Linked DNA regions of Ovis aries: region 1 is linked to region 2. A link is a contact called in public Hi-C data. All regions are on one chromosome and are shown on one strand. The core of a region is the stretch at or near the end of the contact, and the rest is flanking DNA. Distances in the headings are between cores, read along the strand shown. Region 1 overlaps MINDY4 (MINDY lysine 48 deubiquitinase 4). Region 2 holds the start of AQP1 (aquaporin 1 (Colton blood group)).

Region 1 (3,985 bases), core at 870-3,369, 90 kb before region 2:
AGAGTTGAATTATAAAGAAACCTGAGCACTGAAAAACTGATGCTTTTGAACTCTGGTGTTGGAGAAGACTCTTGAGAGTCCCTCGAGAGACTCTCGCAGACTCTTGAGAGACTGCGAGGAGATCCAACCAGTCCATCCTAAAGGAAATCAGCCCTGAATATTCATTGGAAGGACTGATGCTGAAGCTCAAGCTCCAATACTTTGGCCACCTGATCTGAAGAACTGACTCATTGGAAAAGACCTTGATGCTGGGAAAGATTGTAAGCAGGAGGAGAAGGGGATGACAGAAGACGAGGTGGTTGGATGGCATCACGGACTCAACGGACATGAGTCTGAGTAAGCTCCAGGAGTTGGTGATGGACAGGGAAGCCTGGTGAGCTGCAATCCATGGGGTCGCAAAGAGTCGGACACGAGTGAGCGACTGAACTGAACTGAACTGAAATCAGATACTCTTCAGTTTGTTATTATTATTTGTTTTTCTTTCTAAGTAAGAACATTAGAACTATTATGTAAAATTTAAATATATATCCAATCTTGAAAGAAAAGTCCCAGCTTTGAAATGAACAAATTAAACCTAAGGAAAGATTCACTATATTGTTACCTATGGCTCCCATTTGGTCATAGACCTGTGTGCCAAGGACTGGTCTGTGTTGGAATATTTCTGACTTTCCAAACCTCAGTGTCCTCATTTTTGAAATGAGGGCTAAAACGTCCCTTTGCTGCTTCTCTGCAGCCAAGCTGCCTATGAGAAAAAACAAACAAACAAACAAAAAACCTGTGCTTTCAAAGTGCTTGGTAAAGTAGAAATAAGCACCCAAATAAACACTTCTTATTGTAAAGACAAAAATTAGAACCCTTAGACTGTCACAGAAAGGACAGTGGAAGCTCAGGGCAAGGGAGGATTCATCTACGTCTGCTTGGGGAAAGACAGGAGCTCCAGAAAAAAGGTGTTATTCAAGTGTACACCTCCTCACCTTTTTGAAAAGCAAATGAACCCCAGTTTCTTTATTTTCAAATTGATATGAAGTTAACCTTGGACCCAGACAGTGTTGTTTCAGACTTGCTGCTTTAGGCCCTTTTATTAATGCTTAATGCAGGGAAACGTTTTGTGAGTTCAAAATGAAAATATTTCACCCCAAAAGTTGTTTTAAGCCACCCTTTGGCCTATTTTATCAAACAGAACTCAAGTGGGTTTAACATTTAATGGGACTCGGAAAAAGTCCCACTTTCATTGGGACAGCTCCTTCCCAGGGTGTGTTGTCCTTTATTTGGACAGTAAAGAGCAGCTGTGGTGCCAAAGAGCAGCTTCTCCTAGCAGCTAAGTAAATATCTCCGCACAGCTTTCCAATCCACGATGGAGACCGGCGGCAACTCTTATGTAATGCCTTTCAGGCACACTTTGGAACCTTCCCTTTTATAAGTCCGAGTGTGACTTTGGACTTCCTGGGACAGGGCCAAGAGGCAATCCTTTCCATCCTGGGCTGTCACACGAGACTTGGGGAGGGCAGGGCTGGGGGAATCTGTGTCTCTGACGGAATCATCCCCTTAGGTCTTCACTCCACAGTGGGGAGCCCTAATCAGAGACAGCCTTAGTGATCCCTCCTGCTGGGTGCGCAGTCTGGGGCTCCTGGTGGGAGGGGGCGAGGCTGCTGGTGTGGGCCAGGTACCACCTCATGCCTCTCGCTCCAGCCCTGGTGATTGGGCTCTTCCAGCATCCCACAGGGTCTTCCCAGGTGGCTCAGAGGTAAAGGACCCGCCTGCCAGTGCAGGAGATGCGGATTTGCTCTCTGGGTCGGGAAGATCCCCTGGAGAAGGAAATGGCAACTCACTCTGGTATTCTTGCCTGGAGAATCAATCCCATGAACAAAGGAGCCGGAGGGCTGTAGTCCATGGGGTCGCAAAAAGTAGGACAAGACTTAGTGACTGAACAACAACAACAACAAGCATTCCACAATGGTTGGGCTTGGCCGAGCCACGCAGCCACGTGCTGGTGGGCAGAGGGGAGGAGGGGAGGCCAAGGGGAAGGAGGACCGTGGGCTGGCAGCATTCTGCCTGGTGAGCTGCACAGTGCGGGTGGTGAATGAGTGATTACTCAGTGATCTGGCCGCATCCCAGAGCTGTACTCCAGGGAGACCACTTGTCCTTCAAGAGGATATTTTTCTTCCCCTGGAGCCACCTCCTCTCTACCCACGTTTTCACTGCCTGTTGAGCAATGCCTGCCGCTCGGCACCAGTCACCTTGTGGAGCTGAGTTCAGCCACACCCAGGAAACTGCAGCCTGCGAGAGGGGCAGAAAGATAGGAATTGGGAGAGCCACAGATCCTGCTGGTGTGCATTCATTATGGGGAGAGCAACCACCCTGACCCAGTGCATTTTGGGTCTTTAGAAAACACCGTTGGTGCCTCCAACATCCAACAAGGGATAGATGAGAATGACCTGTGGTGAGAGTCTGGAGCCTAAAGTTCTGTTTCTGGCTTTGCCCACTACACAGGGTTTCTAAGTAAAAGCTCTCTCTCCCCTTCCCACCCCTGACAGAGTGGCAGGATTAGATTAGATGGTCTGAGTTAGCGTTTCCAGCCCTTACAGAGGCATGAGCCTTATCTGGGTGAGGCTTCCCTGGTAGAGAATTCAGACCGTAAAGAGTCTGCCTGTAATGCGGGAGACCCCGGTTCAATCCCTGGGTCTGGAAGATTCCCTGGACAAGGCACTGGCTACTCCGGACACCCGCTCAGCTTCCAGAGGGAGCATCCGTTGAATACTAGTTGTATGCCAAGGCCTTGTACCAAATTGGGAGAATAACATGAAGGAAGGTCACAGCTGGTACAGTTTTGTTTTGCGAATTGTGTGCCCTTGAGGAACTCTCCCAGTCTGATGCTTCGGTTACCCAGGGTAAATTTCTTCTCTGTTCCTGGAATGTGCCAGAATCCAGCCCTGCTCAGGGAAGGAGAATTGTCGGCCTTGGTTTTCAATCTTGCTCTGGCTCTGCACGCTTCTGGCCAAGGGTGTGTGTGCCAGAGTTTGTGGGGAGGGACGCACACAGAAAGATAGTTGAACTGAGAGATCTTCACCCCACAAAAACAATGGTTCAGGTTAGAGTACGTGTGTTCTCTCCAGCTCAATGGGCCAAGCCGATGGCTTTTCCAGGAGGATGCAGGGCCGTTGGGGACCCCCCTCCCAGTCCGTTCTCACCAGGCGATCCCTATCTTTGTCCCACCTTTGTCCAGCCCGGATGAGAGAGTCTTGGGTATGCAGCCCAATTCCCAATTAAAGTCATTCACTCGTTTCAGGAAGATAATTTATTTGGGCTGAATTGTTAAGGCAGATTGCTTTCACAGTATCCAAGCAGAGTGCTTTCTCACAGGAAATGTCAGACCAGGCAGTTCTAGTCAGGTTTTCCACATCCGTAAGAGAAAAGAGAGGGGAAAAAAAAAAAGATTCCTTTTATATGTTGAAGGTCAACAGTTGGAGAACTGACAACTGCCGGGTATAAAACCGAGATGTGTACACACGATGACTTCTTGATAACCCAGCCCTTGATGAGACCTCCTGTTCTTTGACGGCTTAATTTTAAAAACGCCTGTGGATGTGGCGGCCCAGGAAGGTGGAGCTCTTCCCGAGGCTGGGACGTGGATCCCTCGGGCTGAGCACCCAGAAGGTGGAGACACTGGCGGAGCCCCCTTTCTTACTCCAGAGCGTGGTTTCCTAATCTGTAAGCCCAAAGGTTATGCCAGGTGACTATCCAAGTGCCTTCCAAGTCTAACTCACCGTGATTCTGCACCTTGCACCTTCTTCTGGGGGAGTTTGGGAAGCCAGAGGGAAACAGAGAGCAGGAAAATCGAAAGAAGAAATCTTTTCTTCTATGGAGAACTTTGTTTAAAGTTCTTTTTATATTCGCTTGCCCTCAGGGATCCCCCTCACTAAGGCTAACCCCTTCTGAAGTTCAATCTTTAATAAGAGCCTTTAAGGCCAGGGCTGTGCAGAGTCAC
Region 2 (4,017 bases), core at 635-3,134:
GGGCAGGCTGGGCCCGTCGCCACCATGCTGCCTCCCTGCCTCACGTCCACTCCATCCTGTATTGACAGACGCTTAGGTGTGCTTAGGGGCACACAGCTCCCCACAGCTCCACCCTAGGGGGCCTCCTCTCCCAGTAAACACCAGGCTGACCGCTGACCCCAGAGTGAGGGCATCTCTGGTGCGCCACAGTCAGGCAGTGGGGAGGCCATGAGGGCTGGCATCATCTTCTGCAGGTGGCCCCTGGACACACACAGAACTCAGTGAAGGCCTTCCCCTCCCTGGGCCTCAGTTTTCCACCTGTAAAGTGGGGAGAAGCCAGCATTCCTGTGGTGTAAATGAGGTAGGGCCGTGGCGAGGCAGGTAGGAGAGGGCTAGGAAGACCCCTCCCTCCTGGGTCCAACCTCACCCAGGGTCCCACCCGACTCCTCTTCTCACAGGATAATGCGCAGCCGGCTGGTGGCTCCTCACTGGGCTCCTGGCCCAGGGATCCAGTTTCTTCTCATTTCCTTGGTTGCCTCCGGGCGTCGGGTTTGGGGACACACAGGGTAGAGGCTGGACTACAGGGCGGGGTGGGGGTCTGCATGGTCTGCAGAGCAGTCTCTGCCTCTGCCCTGCTGGGGACACTGTCTGATCCCTCCCCCAGCTCCTCCTGCTCGCTCATCTTTCTCTTTTGGACTCTTGCCTCTGGGTCCAGTCCTGTCTCCCCTCTTTCCAGGTTGTGTCCTCACCCTGCACGCCCTCTCTGTCTCTCTTACTCAGCCAGACCCACCTCCCTGTCTCTGCCTGGGGATCTACCCCTTTCACTTCCACTTTTGCTGATTCTGCTTCTCTGTCCATGCTTTTCTCTCTGTCTCTCTTCCTCTCTGTCTGTCTCCTTTTCCTCTTCCTTCTCTCTGGGTCTTTCTGCCCCTCACTTTCATGCTTCCTCCTCCCCACTGCCAACCACAGGCCTCCGTCTCCAGGTTAGTCTGCTATTCCTTCTGTCTCCCCTAGGGTCCACCAGCTTGACAGTCTTTGAGACGAATATCCTCACCTGCCTTCATTTTCCCGCTCCTGCCCCGAGATCATTGGCTCAAATTGCCCCAGAAGCTTGAGGGCCCCCAGAGTGGGGGCCTTCCATATTCTCACCTATCTCAGGCCTGCCCTTGACCAGATTGTCGGGGGTGGTCCACAGACAAGTTCTCTGTACCCTCTGGTGTTGCCGTGTCTCCATCAGCTGAGATCCGGCTGGTGGGGCTGGGGGCCCTGGGGCATTCCTACAGTGACATCCAGTGGCCAGGTCTGAACCATGTGCGGGAGGCGCAGACAGCCCCTAGGAACCCCAGGACATGTGGGCTCCAGGCTAACATCACTCTGGAGTGGGATGGGGATGCCAGGCCAGCAGGGTCATGGTGCCCTCCTCCTGGAGGGCAACGTCCACCTGCTGATCCCTGCTGCTCACCCCGCCCTGTCCATCTGGAGGCCTGGCTTTGCCCTCTGGCACCCCCTGAGCTTTGCACACAGGGCGGGGACACCTGGATTTCTCTGGCCCCCTGAGTGGGGCCAACTTGGAGGAATTTCTCAAAGCCTATTAGAGCAGTGGCTGCCTCCTGCCTGCCTCCTCAGGCTGGGCAGGGCTGAGGGCGGAGGGAGAGAGGGAGGGAGGGGAAAGAGGAGGAAGGGAAAAAAAGTTGGCAGTCCGACAGCAGAGCTGTGTCTGCATCCATCGCTAAGAGGAGGCCTGTGTGGTGTGGGGCGGGCCAGGAGCAAGGAGAGGCCTTCCTCCCTTTGTGCTCCCCCCTTCTCCTCCCCCCGAGGCCCTATAAATAGGCCCAGCCCAGGCTGTGGCTCAGTTCTCAGAGGGAGGCGAGCACCAGGCAGCGGTCTCAAGCCAAGCCCCCTGCCAGCATGGCCAGCGAGTTCAAGAAGAAGCTCTTTTGGAGGGCGGTGGTGGCCGAGTTCCTGGCCATGATCCTCTTCATCTTCATCAGCATCGGTTCAGCCCTGGGCTTCCACTACCCAATAAAGAGCAACCAGACGACAGGTGCAGTCCAGGATAACGTGAAAGTGTCACTGGCCTTTGGGTTGAGCATCGCCACGCTGGCCCAGAGCGTGGGCCACATCAGCGGTGCCCACCTCAACCCAGCCGTCACACTGGGGCTCCTGCTCAGCTGCCAGATCAGTATCCTCCGGGCCATCATGTACATCATTGCCCAGTGCGTGGGGGCCATCGTCGCCACTGCCATCCTCTCGGGCATCACCTCCTCTCTGCCTGACAACTCGCTTGGCCTCAATGCGGTGAGTGGGGTGGCCCCAGGCTCTGGGGGCTCTAGAATGGTGCTGAGATGGGCCCGTCTCATTCTCCACCCATTGTGCAGATGGGGACGCTGAGGAACAGAGAGGATGAGAGGTTGCTGGAGGTCAAGCAGAGCTGTACCTGGAACTCAGCTATGCCTGCCGTCCAGAGCCTGTTTTCTGCCAGGCACTGTGGGAAGCTGAGACCCAGAGCATAACAGTCTTGCCAATGTCCCCTGCGGGTCTCTATTGTGGGGAATAAGCTCTGGAGGCAGCTAACAGTGGGGCCAGCGGCTCCTCACCCCGGGGCTGCAGTTTCTTCCCCTCCCTCCCCTCAGCCCTGTCTGGGCAGCGGCTCCCTCCCGCATGCAGCCTGCACCCTCTTACACTCTGCCTGCTGCCCCCAGTCTCCCTGGACCACCCGTCTGGCATGTCTGCAGCTGGCCACACAATCCTGTGAGCAGAGCTCTCCCAGAGGGGCTCCTCGAGCATCCAGGCAGCCCCACCTTCACACAGGTCCTCAAACAAACTGCCTTCAAGGAAAAAGCTCCTCTTGCTCTGCTGGCTCCAGGAATGGGGCAAAGATGGGAGGTGAAAACAGTTTCAGGGCAGCCTGCAGGTGACTTTCCTGGATTGGAGCAAAGGGTGGGGGCCGGAGCAGGGACATCTCGCCTCCGTTCTGATGGAGATGGACATCTTCCATCTCTGGGTCTGCTGTCTATCACTGGACGCAGAGAGGTGTGGCGCATGTATTTGTGTCTGTGAGCAGTGTGTGCACACGTGGATGCCAGCATGGGTCTCCGAACCTGCGAAAGCTGGCTGTGTTACTTCTGAAGGTGTATCTGTGAGCGTGTCAGTGCTGCGGTGTGAGTGTGTCTGGAGGTGAGTGCATACCTGTGTGTGCCCACTGTTCGGGCCTGACCTGGGGGCACTCATGATAAGCAGATGTGGGTGACTGGGTGGAAACTGTGGAAAAGAATTCCTCCCGGGCCGCTTAGCACAGCTAATTGGCCGTTGGCAGGCAGCTGCCTGCTGTCGCCGACCTGGGCTTTTCCAGACCCTCAGCCAAGTGCAAACTCAGACCTGGCTTGGGCCACAGCGGGGGGATAATTTGGCCTGAGAGGCCGAGGAAGGCTTGGAGGAGGTCTCAGAGTGCCCGAGGAGGTGTTTTCACAGGGAGGGAGAGAGAAGGAATCAGATCAGGTCTGGGCTGGCGGGACGTGGGCAGGGCAGGCGGGTGTGGGGACAGAGAGGGAGGCAGCCAAAGGCTCCACAGAGAGAGTGGCGGGTGATTAGGCAAGCAGCCGTCCTCCCGCTTCCCAGCCAAAGTCCAGATTCGGCTGCGAAGGTCCATGCAGAGGGCAGCTGGCATGACCCTGCCAGGCAGGGATTAGCACTCCTTGTGTCACCGTGACACTTCACCCAGTCCAGGGCTGAAGGTTAGCCCTTCAGGCTGGAGTTTAAACTTTAGTCAAAGAAGATGTGGTCTTTGTGGGTGTAAGGTCCTCCAGGCCTGTCTCTCTAGTTGGGGCAGAGCCGGGCAACCTCAGGGTGTGCCCACAGAGTAGGGTCAGGATCACCTCGGGGCTCAGCTGGGTATGATGGGCAAGGGGAAGGATCCTTCCTGGGGAGGAATAGAGTCTCCCCAGGCCTTCTGGTCCCCTCTTGACCTTCTTTCTCAAGGGCAAGTCAGGCCAGGCATCTGCTGGTGACTCTCTTCTCTCAAACAGGCATCCCAGGCAG

The links. A called contact is a pair of places that touch in the nucleus more often than the background predicts.
Region 1: a Hi-C map of liver shows a contact between it and region 2, with 2.3 times the contacts expected there. The contact joins the enhancer-like site here to the promoter of AQP1 in region 2. A contact is called at or near these places in 2 of 16 Hi-C or Micro-C datasets (liver and tail adipose tissue).

Annotation. Positions count from the first base shown.
Region 1 is chr4:67,069,220-67,073,204 of ARS-UI_Ramb_v3.0, reverse strand. The region is part of intron 5 of MINDY4 (MINDY lysine 48 deubiquitinase 4); the gene reads left to right. Among named protein-coding and RNA genes, the nearest start is that of MINDY4, 47 kb to the left of the region's middle. Within about 2 kb of position 2,119, at least 29 of the 54 cell types and tissues checked have an H3K27ac peak or open chromatin away from gene starts, as enhancers often do. A contact at or near this core is called in liver and tail adipose tissue, where this site is marked.
Region 2 is chr4:66,979,053-66,983,069 of ARS-UI_Ramb_v3.0, reverse strand. AQP1 (aquaporin 1 (Colton blood group)) reads left to right here and starts at 1,884. Exons shown (of 4, transcript NM_001009194.1): 1 at 1,884-2,277. The coding sequence starts at 1,888.